Regions from separate parts of the Mus musculus genome. Here regions 2 and 3 are each linked to region 1. The links are chromatin contacts, called in public Hi-C and HiChIP or PLAC-seq maps. All regions are on one chromosome and are shown on one strand. Each heading gives the region's core, a stretch centred on a gene start, on an enhancer-like site or on the middle of the called end of the contact. The rest is flanking DNA. Distances are from core to core; before and after follow the strand shown. Region 1 overlaps Btrc (beta-transducin repeat containing protein). Region 2 has its middle 7.9 kb from the start of Gm29595. Region 3 holds the start of Lbx1 (ladybird homeobox 1).

What was found. Hi-C and Micro-C count contacts between places; a contact is called where the count stands out from the background. HiChIP or PLAC-seq counts read pairs in DNA pulled down with a chosen protein or histone mark.
Region 2: a contact with region 1 is called in a Hi-C map of bone marrow-derived macrophages, with 40 read pairs. The contact joins two enhancer-like sites. A contact is called at or near these places in 1 of 39 promoter capture datasets (embryonic stem cells), 5 of 484 Hi-C or Micro-C datasets (bone marrow-derived macrophages, cerebral cortex, embryonic fibroblasts and 2 more), 20 of 115 datasets of contacts at active chromatin or transcription factors (acute myeloid leukemia, bone marrow-derived macrophages, craniofacial prominence and 13 more) and 3 of 9 other capture datasets (adipose tissue, liver and pancreatic islet).
Region 3: a contact with region 1 is called in an H3K4me3 HiChIP or PLAC-seq map of bone marrow-derived macrophages, with 5 times the contacts expected there. The contact joins the promoter of Lbx1 here to the enhancer-like site in region 1. A contact is called at or near these places in 8 of 39 promoter capture datasets (the 3T3-L1 cell line, the C10 cell line, cranial neural crest and 4 more), 4 of 15 datasets of contacts at CTCF or cohesin (CD8 T cells, the NIH/3T3 cell line and embryonic stem cells), 36 of 484 Hi-C or Micro-C datasets (the AML12 cell line, the CH12 cell line, the G1E-ER4 cell line and 19 more), 23 of 115 datasets of contacts at active chromatin or transcription factors (the 230-238 cell line, the NIH/3T3 cell line, bone marrow-derived dendritic cells and 16 more) and 5 of 9 other capture datasets (adipose tissue, embryonic stem cells, embryonic trunk and 2 more).

What each region holds. Positions count from the first base shown.
Region 1 is chr19:45,453,671-45,456,576 of GRCm38.p6, forward strand. Btrc (beta-transducin repeat containing protein) reads left to right here. Exons shown (of 15, transcript NM_001037758.2): 3 at 2,863-2,906. Among named protein-coding and RNA genes, the nearest start is that of Gm19639, 89 kb to the right of the region's middle. Within about 2 kb of position 1,416, at least 4 of the 459 cell types and tissues checked have an H3K27ac peak or open chromatin away from gene starts, as enhancers often do. A contact at or near this core is called in bone marrow-derived macrophages, where this site is marked.
Region 2 is chr19:45,309,720-45,312,661 of GRCm38.p6, forward strand. No RefSeq gene overlaps it. Among named protein-coding and RNA genes, the nearest start is that of Gm29595, 7.9 kb to the left of the region's middle. Within about 2 kb of position 1,377, at least 115 of the 459 cell types and tissues checked have an H3K27ac peak or open chromatin away from gene starts, as enhancers often do. A contact at or near this core is called in bone marrow-derived macrophages, where this site is marked.
Region 3 is chr19:45,235,452-45,238,606 of GRCm38.p6, forward strand. It overlaps Lbx1 (ladybird homeobox 1), which reads right to left and starts at 1,390. Exons shown (of 3, transcript NM_010691.6): 1 at 1,180-1,390; 2 at 1-190.

The DNA of each region.
Region 1 (2,906 bases), core at 166-2,665:
TGTTGTTGTTGTTGTTGTTGAATTAAGGATAGTTACTTTTATAGGATTTCCTGCATTTCAGGTTAGTCTGTCACCTTAATGAGTAGGTGGGGGTGTGCCCGCACACAGGTACACATGACCACTGCACTTATGTGTGGCCGTCACCCACCTCCCACCATGCTGCAGACAGGATGTCTTGTTCATTCCTGTGTCTGACAGGCTAGCTGGCCCACAGGCTTGTCTGCCTCTTGTGCAGCAGGAATGCTGAGGTTAGAGAAGCTGCACATGAACTTTGGGGATCCAAACTTAGATCTCTATGCTTGCATGGTAAGCACTTTTGCCACTTAGCCATCCAGAGTAGATGTTTTCCTGTTTGGGTTTAGGAAACTAACTTCAAAGGTGATTTGTTCATCCTAAATATGTTCGTTTATTTTAACTTTTTCATTTGTATGTGTGCAGGTGTTTTGTCTGCATGTCTGTCAGTGCACCATGTGTGTGCCTGGTGCCTATGGAGGTTGGTAGAGGGCATCAGATCCTCTGGAACTGAAGCTACAGACTATTGTGAGCTGCCGTGTGGATGCTGGGGATTGAACCCTGGCCTTCAGGAAATGCTTCTGCAAAGCCATCTCTCTAGACCAAGAGACCAGTGCATTGTTTGCCCGATTTCTTCACTGTAGAGTTACTATTTTTTCTTAGTATCTTATGACGATACAGTCAGAATTATGTAACAATTTTACTATTTATAAAAAGTGCACCTGCTATTTTAGTAGTCTGCTAGTTTAGTAGCCTCTGGGTGATGCTTGCCTGTGTCAACTAGTTCCTCTTGAGTTTCTTGACTGTAACTTAATTTGTTGGGTAGAGCAGTTGGGTACCTTTCTTGTTGGGATTCGGTCTCACTAAGAGCGTGGACAGTAAGTCCTTGGACACTGAACTCTTCTGAGTGTTGGTGGGGAGGTTCCTAAGGACCACCCAGATGATCTATTAGGCTCATGTGGCAATTTCATCATTCTTTGTTACTGTCAAGTTGGGAGTGATTATTCATCTCTAACTCACTGACACTCCACATGTCTCCTTCAATATTGGGTGGTAACCAGTTCCTTGCCCCTTATATTCCAATCACTTGGCGTTGCTACTGTCCCATTTAACAGTTGTGCTGAATTTTTCATTCTTGGTTGGCTTTCTTTTAACAATGACTTGGCCAGAATAAATTTTTGGCTATCCTATTAAAACAAAACACTAAATAGCTCTAACAGTGTCTACAGATTTTTACTCCTTTTTCTTGTTAAGAATTCTTAACAATAGCACCTAGCCTTTAATCCTAGCACTCTGACAGAGACAGAGAGTTGTAGGCCAGCCAAGGCTGCATAGTGCGGCCCTGTCTCACAACAGCAGTGTCTCGTTTCCTCATCTGCTGTGCTTTACAGGCGTTAGCTCATCTCTTCCTTGTGAGTCAGTAAACTCAGGAGGAACTCGGACACAGGCAAGAATCACCCAGAGGCTCTAAGCTAAACAGTAAACCTGTCCCATGATTTCAAATGTATTCCTTTTTTTCTTCCAAAACTGAATATCTTAGATGTTGATTTATAGCACAGTGGTGATTATATAATTTTAGGCATTAGGAAATTTTCCAGATAAGTTCATATGTTAGAAATATATCCTGAATCTAAAAATAAAGTAACTCCAGTTAGAAAAGTAATAGCCAGGCGTGGTGGCGCACACCTTTAATCCCAGCACTCGGGAGGCAGAGGCAGGTGGATTTCTGAGTTGGAGACCAGCTTGGTCTACAGAGTGAGTTCCAGGACAGCCAGGGCTATACAGAGAAACCCTGTCTCGAAAAACCAAAAAAAACCAAACAAACAAACAAAAAAAAAAAAAAAAGAGAAAAGTAATGATTTTATATAATGTAACAAATTTGTCAGCTGTAAACTATAAACAGTTACTTTTAATAGATAATTCAAATAAATGTAATTGGGATTTTCTGTTTGTTTTGCAAATGGCTAACATTTGTTGCCCTTGGTTTATTTTTTGTTTTCGAGGGTCTCATTAGCAGACCAGGCTGACCTCAAACTTGAAACTCAAAAGATCCTCCTGCCTGTCTTCCAAGTGCTGGGATTAAAATTATAAACTACCAAGCTCAGCCAATTTTGAGCACATTTGAATCTGTTTTTAGGTGAATTGTTCCTCTTCAGTATGTAAAAATCCCGTTGACATTTTAGGATTTTGTAGCTACTATTTGAACTGGTAGTGACAAAAAAATCCCAAAGTACAGGTTAAACACTAATTGTGTTAATAAGAACTATGCTCGTTTTTGTGTAAGACAGAAAAATCAAATGTGAGATGAAAAGAGAAAGTTTTGTGGTTTTTTTAGAGTCTAAACCAGTATCAAGCAACATTTAAGATAGTTGGAGACTAATTACTTAAGTGAATGTAATAATCATGATTCAAGTTGCCATCAGCTAAGTGTGGGGTACAACTGTGGCTGGAACTTGCTCTGTAGACCAAGCAGGCCTCAAACGCAAAGATCTGCCTGCCTCTGCCTCCAAAGCTCTGGGATTAAAGGCGTGTGCCACTACCGCCCAACACAGCCTAGGACTTTCTTAACATCCCAGTGTCAAAGTATGATAAACTAGACTTCTAGCCACTGTGATCCTTCTGAGTAGTGTTAAAGCAACAGAATCCTCCCAGCCAGATCCCAGCTTGAATTTATATACATGGGCATATGGTTTCCTTTACACGTGTGTATGTCTGTATGTATATAAATCTTCAAATGCATAACCATACATGGTGTTCTAGCTTACAGAATTAGAAATGTAATGTAGTTTACTCCCACAGAATAAGATTGAAGATAATGAGAACTGAATTAAGGCTTACTTTCTTTCACAGAATTCCTCAGAGAGAGAAGACTGTAATAATGGCGAACCCCCTAG
Region 2 (2,942 bases), core at 127-2,626, 140 kb before region 1:
CCAGTGCTGGGATTAAAGGCATGCGCCACCACGCAAAACACACTTTTGTCTGCAGCTCCTGCCGCTCTTTATACCTCTCAGCTCTCATCACTGTGGGCCGAATGTGACATCAGCCTGCATAGAGCCAGTCTGGCTGGTTTAGTTTCTCTGTGTTCCCTGGGTCATCACTACGATGACTACTTTTAGGTAGAACATACCCAATCTTCCCTGGTGTCTCTTCTTCTCCACTCCTATCCAAACACTTGGCAGACTCACTTTCTTGGGTACAGGGACTGGGTCTGGCCCTGGAGATGACGAGGAAGACAGTCCTGTGTCAGCCAGCATTGGGCAGTGATGATTTGGAGGATCTAAATGCCTCAGCCTAGAAATCACACCCTCCCCCGGGCATGGGACTCTGGTCCCTCAGTCTGATAGGAAATTGGCCTTGGGAAGATCAAAGACAGGTGGAGGAGGAAGGTTAGGAGAGAAGAGGACAAGGGCATTTCAGCTGTTGACATAGTTTAGGAGCTAAAAGGCTTGGAAGTTAGACCTTGGGGCAGAGATCATCTCCGGTTCAAGGCTGGAGTGGGGTTGGGACAGGTGGCCTTGCTTGGAGGCCAAGAGGGACATAAGAATGATCAAGTTTTAGAGAGCCAAGGAGGAACTTTGAACTCTGAACTGGGCAGAGTGGCCAGGACTGGGGGTCTGACCTTGGCTTAGTAGAGTTGAAACCTCAGCAGACCAGAATCCTGTGCCAGCCAGTGACCAGCATGACCACAGCTGGAAAGGCAGCTGGGGAGTTGGGAGTGGACCGACCTTATCTCTCCCCACTGAGTCATCTGTCGTTTGTTCAAGATTCCAAGATGGAAGGTAGGCAGACATTTCCCCAATCATCTAACCTAGCACAATTTCACAGCTAGAGAAAGGGAAATGTGGAGAAGGCCCTTAGTCCCTGCCGCTGCCACCACCTCATCTGCCAGCCAGCCTCGTTCTCAGACCCAGCCTGACCTCATCCCATAGCGCTCCCAGCTGATCTGCCTGCCTGCCTGCCCCAAAAGTTTGTCAGAGATTGGATCTCACTGTGCATTTTGCTCTATGCCCAGTCCTGCCAGGGCTTTATGATAGGCTGGGAACACCCCTCCTTTTTCCTTCCCCAGACTGGGGCTTCTGTGGGGTGGGTTGGGGCTCCGTTGCTTTCCATTACAATGCCTTTTCACTGTGCCTCTCTGCCAGTCTGTCTTTCTCCTTCAACCACTGTCCCCTCTCTTCTTACCCCCTCCTGGAACTGCTGAGATGGATCTCTGAAGCTTCACGTTTCTGGGGTAATTGAGTTGTGCTCCTTGATCATGCTGGGGAGGAGGCAGTGGCTGCCCATTGGTCTGGCCCTCCCCCATCTCGCTTAACCCCGCCCACCATGATCCGGCAGCGAGCGGGGAGTGACAGGGTGCTTCCTCTTCCCCAGCCCAGCTGCTTTCTCCAGCTCCCCGACTCCCCCTTTCCCCCCCTTCCTGCTCCATCTCCTGCACAAATCACATGGTGACAGCGCCATCCAACCTTTGGGGAAGGGTTTGTAAATGTGTCTTCCTTAGCTCTGATCTCCAAATTGTTCCTTTTATTGCATTTGTCACGGTGAAGATTAAAGTCCCTGGGTGGCCTGCACTACAAATCACAGAGTCGGCTCTGGGAGCAGCTGCAGGTTGGGAACGATGGAGGGGTCTGAGCCCTGGTCCAGGGTATACTTGTGTGTACACACTCACACACTCCCCGTGTGCAGTGTGAACGCGTACCTAAAAACAGAAAGCTGGGGGCCCTGAATTGCCATTCTGAGCCATTTGTCCCCTCTGTAGCAAATGGTGACTTCTTCCTCCGGGCTGTCTTCCAGGATCCCTCTACCCATACTAGAGGTTGGGAGGATAACTCAGTAGTAGAGTTCTTGACTGGTGTGTTGTTGGAGGTCCTGGGCTCAGTTCCTAGTGCTGCAAGAAAAGGGAGTCAAGGTGAGCCTCTCCTGTTCTCTAATGGATGTTGCTGTCCACGTTGGTCAGGCGTGAGGGAAAGCTATGCTCACAGCAGAGGTATTTTGCTCTCTTAATGGGTCAAGGACGGCCCAACAGCCAAACTCCCTGTGCCTGAGCCCCATAGGCACAGCTGGCCCGTCCTTGTCCACAGCTCCCACATCCTTTTCTTTCTCATCCGGGACACAACTGGATGCAGGAGAGACACAACCAAGGAGCCCAGAGGACAAAGCTCCCTTGTACATGCACAAAACAAAACAAAACAAAACAAAAACGGTCCCTTTCCTACCCTTATGAGGTGGGCTTCCTGTCTGTCCCTCATGTACATTCATAACATTCAAATTTATGCCGTAATCTCCGCCGCTCCATATGTATGAGCCTTTGATGGGTGTTTGGGTTTATGGGATGCACCCAGCCCTCCGCTCCCTCACCCGCCCACCGCCTCTAACCACTGCAAAGACGCTCGTACATAATTGACATCGGCAGATTCTTTCATTATACAAGATTTAGCATCTGCTCGGGGATCGCTCTCTCCTCACTCACTATAGATGACTTTTCCCTGCGTTTCCTATTATCAATTCAAATTAGCCCCATCTCCCCACCCGACCAGTGCAGCGTTTACACTTGACAGTGAGGAAACCGCAAGGCTGTAATGGGCTTCTCAATTATTTAGGCCCAGTTAGGCCAGGACCCAGAAGGCCTCAACAAGGGTGTGAGCTGGGATGAGGTCATCACAGGAGAGGCTAGGGTAATAACCTCTGGATTTCCCTTCAACCTCCTGATAACCTTCACACCTCTCACCTTGGGGGACTCCCCGATATCTGGGTCTACGAGGCTGAGACAGTCCCTTACTGCCCCCACACTCCCTAGTAATACCATCAGGTGTATTTACTCAGTAGGAGCACCTAGTGACCTACCAACATTAACCAAAGAAGCAGGAGTCTTTCT
Region 3 (3,155 bases), core at 140-2,639, 220 kb before region 1:
CGCCGCCGCCGCCGCCACCGCCGGGGTTTCCAGCAAGCCCGGGCCGGAGCCGGGAAGCGCCGCGCCGGGCTCCAGTTTCGCCAGCCCCGGTGCTATTTAAAGGTGTCAGGTGGCTCCGCCGCGGCGGCTCCTGGCCCGGGGTCCTGGCGGCGGCAGTTGGAAGAACCGAGGCGAGGGCGCCGATCCCGGACTGCGAGGGGAGGCGGAGAGACGGGGCAATTGACTATTGCTAACAAGTTAGCCTTGATCGAGGAGTAATCAATTATCTGCAGCTGAACTTCTCTTTCTTCGCTCTCCCTTCTTTCTCCTCTCCCTTCTTTCTCTCTGTTCTCTCTCCTCCCTGTCCTCTCTCTCTCTCTCCCTCCCTCCCTCCCTCTCTTCACTCCACTCTGCTCCCCCCGTCCCTCTCCTTCTCTACCTCTCCCTCGCCCTCTCTTTCACTCTCTGTCTGTCCAATGCAGGCGGCTCTAAGTTGGGAAGCTCATTAATTAGCGGGCCGGGGTAGGAGGAGCCGGCTGGAATTAGCCTGCCTAATGCGCCTGTCAGTCCCGGCTCTACGCCGTGCTCGGCCCGAGATGTTTGTAAATTACATTAGAGGTGCCTTTATTGCTCCCGAACCTGGGGTGACTAAAAAGCCACCGCCCCCCACCCCCCACCCCAAACTGAGAGCAGTGCTCTGGGCACACCCGTCTCCCGCCGGCCTGGCCGAGATGGCAGCACCAGCCCGGAGATCTCAGGCTCTGCAAGCCGCAGTTGGGAAGCTTGAGAAGGGTACCAGGATCCCCAGCCGCGGAGTGACGCGGTCGCCGCGCGGGCCAGGTAAGAACTGGAGCCCAGGCGGGTCCTGCTGCTACCCAGTGTGGACTTTGATGATCCCAGATCAAGAAGCCAGCGTCCCTATTCTTACACACTCTTGTCTCTCCCCCCCACCCCCCAACCCCAGCCCTGGGCCGTGAGCCCGAGAAAAGGAGAAGCTGAAGGCTCCGGGGGCTGGCCCCTAGGAGGTCAGAGCGGGCTGCACAGCCTTGGGTGGGCGACACGGGACAGAGGTGGGGATCCTAAGGGCTGGGGGAGGGGAACAATTGGAGGGCTCAGCCTTCCCCACCCGAAGAGGCGGAGGGAGGAGTTGGCTGTTCTGCACGCCTCTCCCCTGATCTGAGCCTGAGGCGGGCGCCCTACCTCCTTCTGCAATCTTGCACACTCTTTCCTCCCGCCGTGGCTCTCGGGGCAAGCTAGGGCCACCACATGTCTGATGACGGACGTCTGACGGAAACTCGGCCGGGTGTCGGGGTTACCCGGGCGGGTTCCGGGCTTCCCCGCTGCTCTCTGCCCCGGCCAGGGCCGGGGCCCCGCTGCCCGCCCCGCCCAGCCGGGCACAGGGCTTGAGTGTACAGCACGGCCCGACTCCAGCTGTTCCGGATGCGGGGTGGGGGCCGGGAAGGGGCCGGGCCAGGGCTGGGGCTGTGCTCTCAGAAACTCGCAGCGAGGCCGGAGAATCTGGTTGTGGATCCCAGGGCCTGGAATCTCTGAATATTAGGCGAGCATTTTGTGTGCATCGTTATTTGAAAATGTTTGGTTTTCTTTTCTTTCTTTCTTTCTTTCTTTCTTTCTTTCTTTCTTTCTTTCTTTCTTTTTTTTTAACGTGTGTTTTGGCGTGTGGTACTCCGTGTGTCTTTTTTTTAACCGTTTATGGATCTCTGGGCATTTAGGCGGGTTTGAGTCTCAGCTATGCCTTTCTTTTCCCTTAAAACGCGACAGTGGGGCTGTGCTCTGGGGCCCTCTTCTCTCTTGCTACTCCATCTGGTTTATGTTGGGCCCGGATTTTCCACTTCTTCTCTTGGAAAAAGGAGGAAAGTAAGAGGGTGTAGGAACCAGACGGAAGAATACTTCTCCCTTCACTAGCTGCACACATCAGACTTGCTTTGTTTGTAAACTCCTGGATGGTCTGTGTACTCCAGAAGCACAACTTGGGTCAGAGAAAGGTTTCAAGAGCAGCTGGAGAATTTGTGGACCAGGGTAGGGAGTGGGACAGAAAGAATGGGATCCTCCCTATAGGCAGAGAGGGAGGGGGGGGGGGACTTAGCTGGGCTGGGGACTGGAACAGGCTTCTTCGGTGCAGGGGCCTGATATTTATTTAATCATTTGGATTCATGGCATTGTAGCCTTGAGGAGTAGAGAAAAGGATTTGTACCTGGAGTTCCCAGTGTGATGGGGGAACTGGCCTGCTTGGGAATGCTAGAAGCCATCTTTCTACTTCCTTCCCAGACTTCACCCTGCATCTTCGGGAGGTGGGGAGAAGGTAGGGGGTGCTCTGAGGCAGAAATGCTGATAGTAGAGGCTGGAGTTTCCTGAGTGCCACAGATCCATCCCAGGTCCTGATGCAGCAGCATCTCCTGCCTCCCACCTCCCAATCTCTCTGTCATCCCTGATGCCCTGGAAGCCCCAGGAGGTGCTAAGCCTTGTAACAGGAAGGTCTAGGGACTGGTGGAAGGAACAAGAGGGAGAAAGGGCCAGGGAAGCCTTGAAGGAGGGCACAGGGTACATCTGCTCTCTCCCTACTTCCTGCCTTCAGGATCCTGCCCTTCCCTGTTATAACACCAGGCCCTTGATGAAGACTACACCTTAAAGTTAAGCCCAGCGTTGTGGCTCACCTCCCAGTTTCTGAAGACAGGGAGAGTTGAGGATTTCTGAGAAACTGCCGAGAGGGGTGGAATGTGAACTGGGGAGCAGAAAGACCCATGCTCTCTGAGATCTTTGTTCATATCTTGTCAATTTCATTGACGTTCTACAGTCATTTGCTGTTTTACCTCCATGCACCTCCCCTTCCTGCCTTGCCCTATCCTGTGGTTTTGCTTCTTTGGCCTAATTGGTTAGCCCCTCAGCCAGGAGCTCAGCATGCAAGGAGCTGTGGTGCCACCTGGCATTTTGATGTTTCTGTTCATTTTGCCCAGATTAGTTGTCCAGGCCACCTTGAAACCTATTTACTTGCCCTGGCTGCCTCCTTTTCCTGAACCTGAAAGTCTACCCTATCTTCAACTTCCCAGCCCCCAAGAAAAAAAAAAGCTGTGTGGTACACCTGGGGTCTTCTAGAATCTTGGGAACCCAAATCCACTGGTCTTTAGTACCCCTCCTGAAGAGCAATGGTGTCTACTCTG